Regions from separate parts of the Mus musculus genome. Here region 2 is linked to region 1. A link is a contact called in public HiChIP or PLAC-seq data. All regions are on one chromosome and are shown on one strand. The core of a region is the stretch at or near the end of the contact, and the rest is flanking DNA. Distances in the headings are between cores, read along the strand shown.

Evidence for each region. HiChIP or PLAC-seq counts read pairs in DNA pulled down with a chosen protein or histone mark.
Region 2: an H3K4me3 HiChIP or PLAC-seq map of neural tube shows a contact between it and region 1, with 3 times the contacts expected there. The contact joins the enhancer-like site here to the promoter of Lcorl in region 1. A contact is called at or near these places in 1 of 484 Hi-C or Micro-C datasets (embryonic stem cells) and 6 of 115 datasets of contacts at active chromatin or transcription factors (bone marrow-derived macrophages, embryonic forebrain, embryonic midbrain and 3 more).

The regions. Positions count from the first base shown.
Region 1 is chr5:45,854,806-45,861,077 of GRCm38.p6, reverse strand. Lcorl (ligand dependent nuclear receptor corepressor-like) reads left to right here and starts at 3,538. Exons shown (of 7, transcript NM_001163073.1): 1 at 3,538-3,731. The coding sequence starts at 3,581.
Region 2 is chr5:46,180,165-46,186,436 of GRCm38.p6, reverse strand. No RefSeq gene overlaps it. Among named protein-coding and RNA genes, the nearest start is that of Gm40298, 250 kb to the right of the region's middle. Within about 2 kb of position 4,061, at least 16 of the 459 cell types and tissues checked have an H3K27ac peak or open chromatin away from gene starts, as enhancers often do. A contact at or near this core is called in neural tube, where this site is marked.

The sequences.
Region 1 (6,272 bases), core at 2,289-4,788:
TACCGGAGGATCCTGCCATACCTCTCCTGGGCATATATCCAGAAGTTGTTCCAACTGGTAAGAAAGAACATGCTCCTCTATGTTCATAGCAGCTTTATTTATAATAGCCAGAAGCTGGAAAGAACCCAGATGCCCCTTAACAGAGGAATCGATACAAAAAATGTGGTACATTTACACAATGGAGTACTACTCAGCTATTAAAAAGAATGAATTTATGAAATTCCTAGGCAGATGGATTGACCTGGAGGGCATTATCTTGAGTGAGGTAACCCAATCACAAAAGAACTCACATAATATGTACTCACTGATAAGTGGATATTAGCCCAGAAACTTAGAATAACCAAGGTACAAGATACAAAGCACATGAAACTCAAGAAAAACGAAGACCAAAGTGTGGACACTTTGCCCCTTCTTAGAATTGGGAACAAAACACCCATGGAAGGAGTTATAGAGACAAATTTTGGAGCTGAGACGAAAGAATGGACCATCTAGAGACTGTCATACCTGGGGATCCATCCCATAATCAGTCTCCAAACGCTGACACCATTGCATACACTAGCAAGATTTTGCTGAAAGGACCCTGTCTCTTGTGAGACTAAGCCGGGGCCTAGAAAACACAGAAGTGGATGCTCACAGTCAGTTATTGGATGGATCCCAGGGCCCCCAATGGAGGAGCTAGATAAAGTACCCAAGAAGCTAAAGGGGTCTGCAACCCTATAGGTGGAACAACAATATGAACTAACCAGTACCCCCTGGAGCTCGTGTCTCTAGCTGCATATGTATCAAAAGATGACCTAGATGGCCATCAGTAGAAAGAGAGGCCCATTGGTCGTACAAAATTTATATGCCTCAGTCCAGGGGAACGCCAGGGCCAAGAAGTGGGAGTGGGTGGGTAGGGGAGTGGGGCGGAGGGTATGGGAGACTTTTGGGATAGCATTGGAAATGTAAATGAGGAAAATACCCAATAAAAATATTAAAAAAAGAAATGATTGTGCTTTTAAGGTACTGTTAAAGATTGACTTGCTACATAATAACAAATGATTGATACAATAGGTATAGGAAGTACTTGTGACAACACTGTCTTTCTACAGAGTATCAATAGCTTCATATCACATATTTGGTATGTTAAAATCTGTTGCAGCTGAATTTTTGGTGTAAAAGACAATATTGGATATGACCCTCTTTCTCCTGTTGGCTTTCTAGATATTCTAATTATTCATCAAGTCAATAGATAACAATTAAGTATCAACTGAGTATCAGGAATAACACTAGATGCTTAGACTGATATGACCTGACCTTTCTATGTTTATGGGGATTGTTATAATGGACTGACAATACATGCTATGAAAGATTCTACGCTATTAACAATGAAACTGATTTCCAAAATTATTTCCATGTTGTTGTATCTAGTCATGGTTTCCTCCTTGTCTCAGAAAGTCCAGAGATGTGTTCTATTCCTCTTTGTATTTTCTCTTTATTTGGGAGAAATATTTAATTCCCCCTTTCATGGGACTTACACATCTTCCTATTGTGTAGCATAATATATTACCCATATTGACACTGGGCTTGGCAATGTTACTTGTTTTAACCATTGAGACTTAAATGTGATCCATGTTGAGACTTGATGGGCTAGGGTGGGGGGAGATATCTAGGGGGTTCTCCATTTCCTCAGAGGAGGAAAGGGGGAGAGGAACGGTGGGGGAGGGGGGACAGAGGTCTGGATGTAAAGTGAATAAATAAAAAAATGGTCATGATTAGGGGCTAGTAGCTCTCATGCTGCCTTTTGGAACCCTGTGACAGCCACCATGTGGACAAGTCAGGGTAGACCCTTGAAGAATAGGAATACTGGTTTCTGTGATCCTGGCAGACAGCTATTCCCCCAGAAATGAAAGTCCCTTTATCTGTGAAACCACCTCACTATCCCATAGTTGATATTTTAAGCTATTAAGTTTTGGATGGTTTGTTAGGCTCTCATAGTTATTTAGTCCACCATTCCTTTCAAGTTAGCATGAGCACATACTTTCATTAAGTAACTTTAATCAGACACTTCTAGAAGCTGGGCCATGCTTTTGGGTCCTGTTCTCATGTCTCTTTTGATGGTGCCTGATGAGCTTTCAGATGGAAACAACTATTCCATCTTCCCACTCTAAACTATGGAGATAAGCCACTCCTATTTTAAATTTCAGTTTCTGAACCGCCATCTAGACTATCTCTACTCTACACATCACCTTATTCTAGCCTCCCAAATGATAAGATTGCAAACATATATTCATAAACACATGGCTTCAAACTTCACATTCGAAAATTTCTGATGAAGATGTAATGCTACATTTTTACTTCTGATGCAACAAACGCTGAGCAATAAACTACTCTAAGAAGAAAAAAGAATGATAGATAAGACTATACCACAAGATAGGGCAATACAGAATTGAGAATTTGAGTTCCTAAGAATTAAAATATTTTTTTCCGCAAAGGTGAGTATAAATGCCCAGTAATGTACAGCACTTCTCTGTAAACTCTGGATGGCTTACAAGCTCTTGGTCCCCTGTGACAATACTGACATAAGTGTAGAAATGGCTCTGGTGCAAAAGTTTTTTTTTTTTTTTTAAGTAATTTTAAGTATATACTTAATCAAAAGATTCTCCTCTCCCCAAGGAAGTTTTCTCTAGCACAGAGCAGGATCCATCTATAACAATTACAAAGTGTTAAATCCCATGCAAGGTTAGTTCCCCCGATTTTTGTAACTAATCTCGCTTTTCAAGATCTCTTCGCTTCACAAAACTGATGTCCTCGCACATCTTTTCTGGATGCAGTAGGATGATTGGCAAGCGCTTTCGCTGAAAGTGAAGATAGATGACATTGACCCTGAAAAGTTTCCAGCACTTAAGGAGCTGCCTAGCCCAGCACCGCCAACTCTTGAGGCTTCCACCGTACTCCCCTCTTGGAACTCGAGGAAGCAAGCATTTGGGCGGAGGGAGTTAGAGGCTAAACCCACTGGGGGCAAAACATTAGAAGTCTGGGGCCGAGCTGCTATCTGGAAAAGTGCGAACTGGCTAGGCTAGGAGAGCGCTCAACGCGAGAGGACTACAAAGCCCAGAGGGCACAGCGTCGCTCTCTTGCGCTCCTCTACGGGACCTGCACGCAATGGAGGCTGGGAAATGAAGTCTTCGGACTTCCAGCGCTCCGCGCGAGGGCAGAAGGGAGGCGTTGCTGGTCCGCTCCTTCAGCACGCGGGTTCCTGGCTGGCCTCCGGGTTTCTCGCTCCCGCTCAGGGTTTTCGTGGACGGCGGGAGCAGTATGGCTTGCCTGAGTAAACTCTGGGGGGAGGAGGGGAAGGGAGTGGGTAAGGAGGCGGGGTCAGCGGAAGCGGCAGGTTGCTTCCTTCTCTCCGCGCTCCCTCCCCGCCTCTCCCCGAGGGAGCGGTGGGAGGGGGAGGGGAGGGCAGGAGGAAGGTAGTGACACGTGTCAATCAACCCCCCTCCGGGGGGCGCGCGCTCCGGGGCTCGCGCCGAGGGCTCGCGCCCCTGCCTCGTGCCTGCGCCGCTCGTATGTAAATGAGGGCGCGTGACGCGGGACGCAGATGGACAAGGGAAGAGAGAGAATGGCCGCTGCCGCCGCTGCTGCCGCCGCCGCCGCTGCCGCTCAGTGCCGGAGCCCTCGGTGCGCGGCGGAGAGGAGAGGATTCCGGCGGGAACTCGACTCTTGGCGCCACCGCCTCATGCACTGTGTAGGTAAGAGAGACACGGGCCGGGCCGGGCTCGGCGCCACGGTGCGGCTGCCGGAGGAGTTTGTGGCTGAGGGGTGTAGTTGGAGCTCCGGTTCGGGTCAGTTCAATGGGGAGCGATGGGAGCGGCGGCGGCGGCGGCGCGGCGGCCCCGGCGGCGCCTTTTGTCTCGGGGCTCCCTGCCCGGCGCGGTCCGCGCCCCGCCGCCCGCCTGCCCGGCTCCGAGCTCCCGGGGAACTGTTAGTTCGGACCCACTCTCCGAGCACCCCGCGGAAGCAGCCCGCCCGCTCGTGCTGCCCCGAAACTCCTCGGCGCCCGTCGCCACCCGCCGGTGCCCCTGTCACCGCGGCTCTCCACCGGGGCGGAGGGGACCCTGGAGCGGCGAGCCGGTCCGCGCCCCCGGCCGGGCGCTCACACACCCCCTTCTTGCGGCCCTGGGGCTGGCGGCGAAGACGCTGCCTAGTTCCTGGGACGCGGGACCAGGGGTTGCGGGGCGCTCGCGGGGCGGGGGGCGGGGGGCGGGAGAGGGTCGAGGGGCGATGGGGGCGGCGCCTGAGGGGCGGGGGGCGGCCGCCTCTGCCCTCTTGCGAGTGGCCTCGGATCTGTGTGTACCCCTTTAAGAAGGAGCCGCTCGAGCTGACGGTTGGGATTTGAAGTTCTTCCTCCCTCTTTGGAAGTCTGGACGGATGGGGGGTGTTGCTATGGCGACGGCACCCTCCCCACGCCCCCCCCCCCTTTCCTTGAGGACGCCCCGACGACTCCGGTCCTCTTTTCGCTGTCATGTGATGGACTCGCGTAGCCCTCCCCGCCTCCCATTCCTGTTCAAATGCAGTTCAGTTTTCCGTTTCGGTGGGGTCTGATCGGTTTTGCTTCAAACTTGCGCGCTCCCGGCTGTCATTCAGTGGGCTGCTCCGGGTAGCGGGAAGTACTGGGACTCCCTTACCTTGTTGCGGTCGCTGCTTTTCCTCACTCAGAGTGCGACGTGTGCCCACAGCTGTTACCCAGCAGGTTGGTTCAGTGCAACAGAGGGGCTGCGAGCGGAGGGTGTGCTTCGGCAGGGGTTACGGGGTAGCTTTTGAGGGGAGGAGGTGGGAGTGGAGGCTGGTCGGTGTTAGGAGTGGGTGGTTGCGTCGGTTTTCTTTTCTGACGAGTAGGTGTCAGCCTTTGGAGTTGAGTGTAGTAAGCTCAGTTCCTTGGGAAGACAACTCTCTCCTAACCGTGTTTTCATCTGTTCTTGCGCCACCTCGCGCCCTGTCCCCCTTCCCCATCCCTCGCAGATTTGCTTGGGTAGAGCCCTAAGGTCTGTCTTGTTTTCACTAATCATAGTAGATGAAACCAGATGCAACTCCAGTTCAGTAATGTGCCATACAGAATTATATATATATATATAAGCAGAAGGGAGGGCACTCTGATTTAGGAGCATTTCGGCGATGTTTAAGCAGTTTGCTCTTAAGAGCAGTGTGTCACCTCTCTAAAATGTATTTTGGTTTTATCTGTGGCAAAGTTATATGGAAGCGGGGGTGTGGTGTGGGAAAAAAAAAACAACCCATACTAAATGTGTGTCCGTACTTGTATTTCATGAATGCAAAGTGGATTCGTTTTGACAGTTACTTCTGTTTAGATCTGTTCCGTTAAAAACCCGCCTAGAAATAGTCGCGTTCCTTCTTGTGGTGTCCCAACAAATAGCACTGACAGCATTGTAGTACCGGCTCACAGCACTGTTAGGCATCCAGTGATTTGAAGATGAGCATGCTTAAGTTGTGCTTTACAGTATTTGACTATTTGTTTTTCTCATGTTGTGTCACTAAATACATTTAGTATGACTTTGAATAAAAGAAATGTACTTTTGAAAGTAAAATTTTGATTAAGTGAAACAAATTAATTTGATCTAATGGGAAACGAGGTTAATTTTTTTAATATTTAGTATTCTGTAATCTGTATTGCACTTTCATTGTTATACACAGTTATATTGTACCATACATGAAAATGTTTCCTGAGAAACAGCCATATTTGAGAACTTGTTTCACAGTTTTTGTCTTAGAGACCTGCTGAGATCCATCTTGTATATTGTTTTTGTCATTGCTAGTTTTAAGTAACAAAACCCTTCTAAATAGAATATACATCTGTTGGTTGTGGGAGTGGTCTCATTTAGTAGTGGTGTGAATTGGTGATAAAAGTCATTATTTTAAGCTGCTTTGCTATGATACATACTTTGCAGAAAAACTTCCTGTTCCTTATATGTATGTGTGTGACTTATGTGTAGATGTATAAATATATACATTTCTATATTGAATAGTCAGTGCTCTTATTGATTGAAATACCTTTTTATATAAAACATTCTGGCTATTGAGAAGGAAAATGATTTAAGTCTTGGTTTTCAGCAAGAGTTCAAAATCATAAACATATTCAGGTTATATAGCCAACTGGTATTATGTCGCAAATGAAGTTTCTTGAAACCTTGCGTCTTCACTTAACTAGTTAAAAAATAGGATTATCTTTTTGTGAATGTATATTGTCTGAAAATTTTGGGAAGGAAGTTATCTACACT
Region 2 (6,272 bases), core at 2,812-5,311, 320 kb before region 1:
CCTCTCAAATTATCTGTGTGGATGCTGAATCACTCCTGGTGGAAATGGATGTCCCTCAGCTCATTAAGATAATTTATAAACATGTATCTTCACTTTGGAAAGCAGTGGAAGCTGCCAGAGTGTGTCGTTTATTTTTTTCAGAATAAAGTTCTTCCCATTTCACTTTGAGGCAGCTTTGTATCCACTTCCTTGGATTGTGTTCATTTACAGATTTTGAATTCAAGGACAGAGAAAGCTTTCTTTAAACTGTTTGATTTTCATATAGCTAGATGGATGCTTTGGGGAAAGAAGATTAAGCACTGTGTTTACTTTAAGTAAAGTTCCACAAATGCAAAATACACTTTTTTTTAAATTTAGGTTTCATGTTGAAATTGTGACTTAAACATGCTTTGATCTTCTTACCTCACAAAGGATGAGTTTTTGAAACGGCATTGTTTGAATACCAATGATTTATCTATTTCCTTGAATTCAACGATATATAATAATAAAAATCTAAGAATTTAAAAGCATCACTCTGTTTCTATGTACATTGCTTCTCTACGTGTGTGTGTTTGTGAGAGTGAGTGCTTGCTGTGGCAGCATGTATGGAGCTCAAAGGACATTCTTGGGCTTGCTTCTCACTTGCCACCTTCATTGAGATGGGTCTTTTTGTTCAATGTTGTGAACTCGAGGCTAGCTGGCCCATGGACTTCCAGAGATTGTCCTGTTCCTCTCACTGTGGCACTGCTGACGTCACATGTGCATGCTTCCATGTCTCTCTTGATATGGGTTCTGAGACTTCAACCTCAGGACTTCACACTTGGGTAGTCTGCATTCAGCTACAGGACGATCTCACCAGCCCTAAAACACTTTTAAAATTGGATCCATGTGGCTGAGTGGAAATTGCAAATGATGGTAGCTTTATAACCAAGACATCATTTTTACCCTGGGTCGAAACTCCTGCTATAAAATTGAACCATTAAAAAAATTGCCTATACTTGTCCATTTTGTTTTATTTTATTTTATTTTATTTTATTTTATTTTATTTTATTTTTACCTATCTGTGTAGAAATTTCTTATTCAGCCTAAAACCTTTAACTAGTGAATAACCCTTTTTCTTACTTCAAAACCATAGAAAGACAGTATTTAGTCACTGAATGTGTTTACAGTTCCACCTTAGTTCATAGGATCTGAGAAAGTTGGTGCCATTTCAGACATCCTAAGATTGTGTAGGACACAGAACCCCAGTGCTTTAAAGAGAACCAGCTGTCATGACCTTTGAAACAGCAACCAAGGAGCACACATCAAGTTCCAGGAAGAAGTCTACTTTGTGCAACCAATGAAAATGGTACCAGTGAGGCAAATGACTGTCCACCTGGTAGTCTCCCAGCAATATCAGCATCACTATGCCCAGACATCTCAAATTGTCATAGACTGTCCCACACCACACACTGAAGAACACAGCTCCAACAGTTCTAGATGAAGGATTCCCATGGAGGGTGTTATGTAAGGGACAGTGCTCAAAGCAAGGAATTCTGAAGAGATGTTCTTTGAGTTACAAAGTCTGCTTCCAACTTGAAAGAAGAAATTGATGCCCAGCCAAATTTCTCAGAATTTCAACATAAACACGAGGTGCAATCATTTTCATAAAGAACAAAAAGTATGAAAATTGAAAAGTACAAGATAACATTCATCAATGTGTTGTTTATATACATTTATCTTCTCTTTCTCTAGAAAGGGGTTATATGTTCCATATATCATCATATGTGAGAATATGTATACATGCATGTCTAGCTTAATTACCCTCACAGACTAAAGAGGGTACTAACAATTAAGACAATTCCTAGAGGGCTTATGTTGCAAACTCCTTATTTAAAGACGAGGCTACTGAAGCTAGACATATTAAGCTAGAATTAGAATATGGCACTCCAGTCACTCCACTACACCAGGCCCCATAAAATCTAATTGCATGCAGCAAAAGCAACCAAATTTAAACTAAGCTAAGTTCTTGTCTCAAAATAAAGTACTTGCAATCAATCTCAATATAACAGAGGTTACTAATTGGCTTTGCTATTTATTCACTATTGTTATAAAAAAAAACCAGACATTTAGTTGTGCCAAATACAAAATATATTTTCAGCCTCTCTTTCAGCTGGGTGCAGGTTATCTAATTTTTGCCTAGTGATATATAAACAAGTAGGGCTAGTAAAATACCTAAGTAATCTACTGACAAATAAAATATATATTCAAAAAGAACCTTCTTTCCCACAGTTATTACATGTACTTTCACTGAGAAAAATGCATAAATTTGATAATTATGTCCTTTCTATGTTATATTCTGGTTATATGTTCTATATAACTTTATGACTTTGTCTCCTAATAAAATTTTATTTTATGTTTTGCTAATCAAAAATAGAAAGAAAGAGAGAAAGAGGGAAAGAAAGAAAGAAAGAAAGAAAGAAAGAAAGAAAGAAAGAAAGAAAGAAAGAAAGAAAGGAAGAAAGGAAGGAAGAAAGAAAGAACTTAAGAAAGAAGGAAAGAAATAACGAACACCTGTTTCCTTCCTCCGGGGACAAGGAATGTTAATAAGTGGGCAGAAATCAGACTGGTCATTCTGGGTAGGGGCAACCTTCAGGAAATGGCAAAATGAAAATATAAAAGCAGCTAGGGTCCCTAGTAACAGGGGTACCCATCTTAGCTCTTCCTACCTCCAGTTCTATTTAACCAAGAAAGCAATCAACTTCTTTTTAGCTAATTCTCTGGTTTTGATGTTTTATTATTATACATAGTTGTAGATAATCCTAACATAAACATACTTGAGATATATGATCTGAAACATCCCACAATGTTTTTATTAATTTGATAATACTAGAGAAAGACTGACTTAACCTGTGCATTTGTTTTTGTCCTAAAGGGACTGAGACATTAATCAAACTTCACATTATGCTTCTATTCCCATTTCTACCCCCTGGGTATAATAATGTCCAAGTCCTGATAAGGTAGCAGTGTGCAGATCAAACCTTTAATGAGAAGCAGATAGACAAAAGTACATTGCCTCCTTTTCTGCATCTCAATTTGCAAACTTCCTGATGCTAATTATGAAATCTGACCATTCATCTATAGTACAGATCTTTGCAGAAATAAAACAGATGTTTCCAAGTAATTTATAGGTTTGGGTAGGGTGTACACACATACACACACACACACACACACACACACACACACACACACACACACCTCTGCCTGTCATTCTCAACAATGCTTTCAGGAATGATGGATCTAAAATAATTTGTACTATACTTACCATTTCAAGGAAAAATAAATATCTTGCACTACTCATCCTTATCTGGTTTGACTATTTACACTTAATTTATATCTATTCCTTCTTTTATTTGTGATCCACAGTCTTGCTTTGCATCTTCAGCTCAGAAACAAATATCTCTTATGAGAATAGTGAAAGCTAATAATAATAAGAGTAAGAATAATTTTATTTTTCCAGTATGCTTTTGCACAAAAAGTTCTGAAGGCCTTATAAATTATATACACAGGCATCACTTAACCTCCCACTAAAAGGCTGCTCCTCTTAAAAGAAATTCTCTGCTGTGTTGTACAGCAGGAACGAAAGTCTAATGTGTTCGTGAGCATTTGCTAGAGGAGTTTTAGGGAATTAAAGTGTAAGTCCCTACTCAGCAGCACTAAAAGCTTTGAACAGTCCCTTTAAAAAATCATCAAGGGAGCTTTTAATCACCAGAAGTAGTCAACTCTCTGTTTTGGGCCTCATCCAATCAAAGTGGAAACTTCAGCCATAGAACAGCACGCCAGATCATCAGGGGTTATGAAGTCGGCTCAACTTCATTAGCGATAGTCTCTTTGCCAATGCCTGTGTCGAGTAGGGAAAGTGGAAAAGATCAGAAGATAGCAAAACTGTAACTCTTGAAGCTAATACTAACTAGACTCAGAGAGATACAGGCTCTCTCTCCCTGCTTCTCACATTTCAGCCAGACTCAAGATCTGAGACCTGACTCACCGTCCTAACCGTATACCACAGAGAACAACAGCAGGCAAAGTTCTTTGTACCCCTGGCCACCTGTCAACTTCACTCAACCTTTGGACCATGCTAATTGCTGTCTCCACTGGGGAGCCTTTTGACTGGCACTATACCAGGGATGATGGCTCCCTTTTCTGATCTGCTTTGGCTCATGTTTCATGCTGCTGATATATGTGTCAATCCTACAGGAGAAATCTGTACTTTTCCCCTCTACTGATGGATCTCTTTTATGTGTAGACATGGTACTTTGTCATGATTCGCTTCCTAAGAGAAGATTTGAACACAGCATGCACTATTTTCTCAGTGGCTGAAAGCTCAGTCCACTTTCAACTCCATCCCAGACAGTTACAACCATCCTCAAGGGACCTCCTTATGCTCACACTTGTCCCTCATTCATTCATTCAAGGTTTGAGAACTGGAGGCCATGTAATGAACATTTTCCCCATTCCCCCTCCTCTCCCATCACACCCTCACTGTAGGTTGGCTCAAAAAATCTGCCATTAGTTTTCCAGTTCTCCAAGAACTGTGTCCACACTCATTCCCATGACTGGCTTACTGATCTGTAGTCTTCTTTAAAATTCACTTCTCCATTTCTCTTTGTACTCACTATCCTCCAATCCCTTCCTCTTCAAATATAACACCTTCTTTTCCAGCTCTGGGTCTACCAGTTTGATTGTCTTTAGTTGGTTTGCATTTCCCTCTTTGTGTATCTCAAGTTCATTGTCACCTCTTCAGACAAATTGCCAGTGTAAAAGGTCACCTCCTACACACCATTTTTCTTGACCCCTTAGGTTATTTCTATACACTTTTTCAAAATTTAAAATAGTCTTGTAATCTGCTTGCTTACTGGATGATAGGCTTATAAATAGAATACCAATTCTATTAGGTCAGAGATGGTGTCAGTGTTATTCACTATTATAACCCAAGCAGATAGCACAATGCTTGGCACTTTAAGATCCTCATCTGCTGTGGTTGGTTTGTTTTGCTTTGTTTTCTTGAGATGGGGTTTAATATATCCCAGGCTGGTTGTTAGCTTACTACACAGCCAAAGTTGACCTTAAGTTTCTGAAGCTCCTGCTTCCATCTCTGCAGTACTGGAGTTAGAAGAATGGACCACCATGCCCAGATTAAATGCACAATAAGTGAATAAATAGCATAGCCTCATTTCTTCACCAACAATCTATGCAAATCAGGGAAGATTGCAGTAGGCTAGAAAGAGCCAGTAGAACAGACCATGGAAGATAAGTTTAACAGTCAGAGAATAGGGCAATTAATTAAATCCTTGTGATACTTAGGGAATATTAGAAAAATGAGGCTATTGGCTGATGTAAGTAAATATTTATGATCCACTCTGTGCTTCTACCTAAGTCATATTAGATGTGATTTTAGCTGAGGATATTCTCCTGGCCCTCTCCATTGGGATAAGGTGAATTTTTGATAGGTTCTAGGAAAATCCTGTGTATCCCTCCATGATCAGCAACGTGGTAAAAGATACACATAGATAGGCTAGGAATAGATTACTAACAAGATGGGTAGCTATATTTTTTAAACTTGTAGTCCAAGCAGTTCAAGAGAAACAATTGTGTTTTCATTCAAATCAATTAATTCTATTTAAGACAAGTAGAGTTTGAGGTTTTGAATAATACACAGATTAAAATGGTTAGTGGACAATTATAGATCCGTGCCTAGAATGCAGGTATCTTAAGGATGTACAGTACCAAGAAATTGGTGGTCAAGCATAGATAACTGTCTGATGGTTATACATGCAATAAAAAGTGCTAGACATGGACACAGTGAATGAGTATTCTCCAGAACAGCAAACTAAAATAAAATAACATCCAAACAGTAAAGAAAAAGCATATGTCAATAAACAGGTACTGATTTAATTTCACATGTATTCTACAACAGATAAAGAATCCCAGTTTATCCCATCAGGTTTGCTGTCCAGAAGTGTTAACATTTGGCCATTGTTTTTCTTCTAAATACCAGACAGGATTTTCTATCCCCACTATAACTCTCTGGTTTGCATCTATACTCCCTCACAATACTCTCATCTCCAAATGTGCACATATGTGACTGGTCCTCTTACAATCAAGTAATGGTATTTTAAAGTCAGCATTGTGCTTAGAATCTATCGTGTCTGCTTGTCAGGATTTTGGGCATGCTTATTCTGACTGAGTAGATTCCTTATTTCCAGCTGTGTATGTTCTGAAACTTCACAGTGCATGACAATGACCTGTGAGTG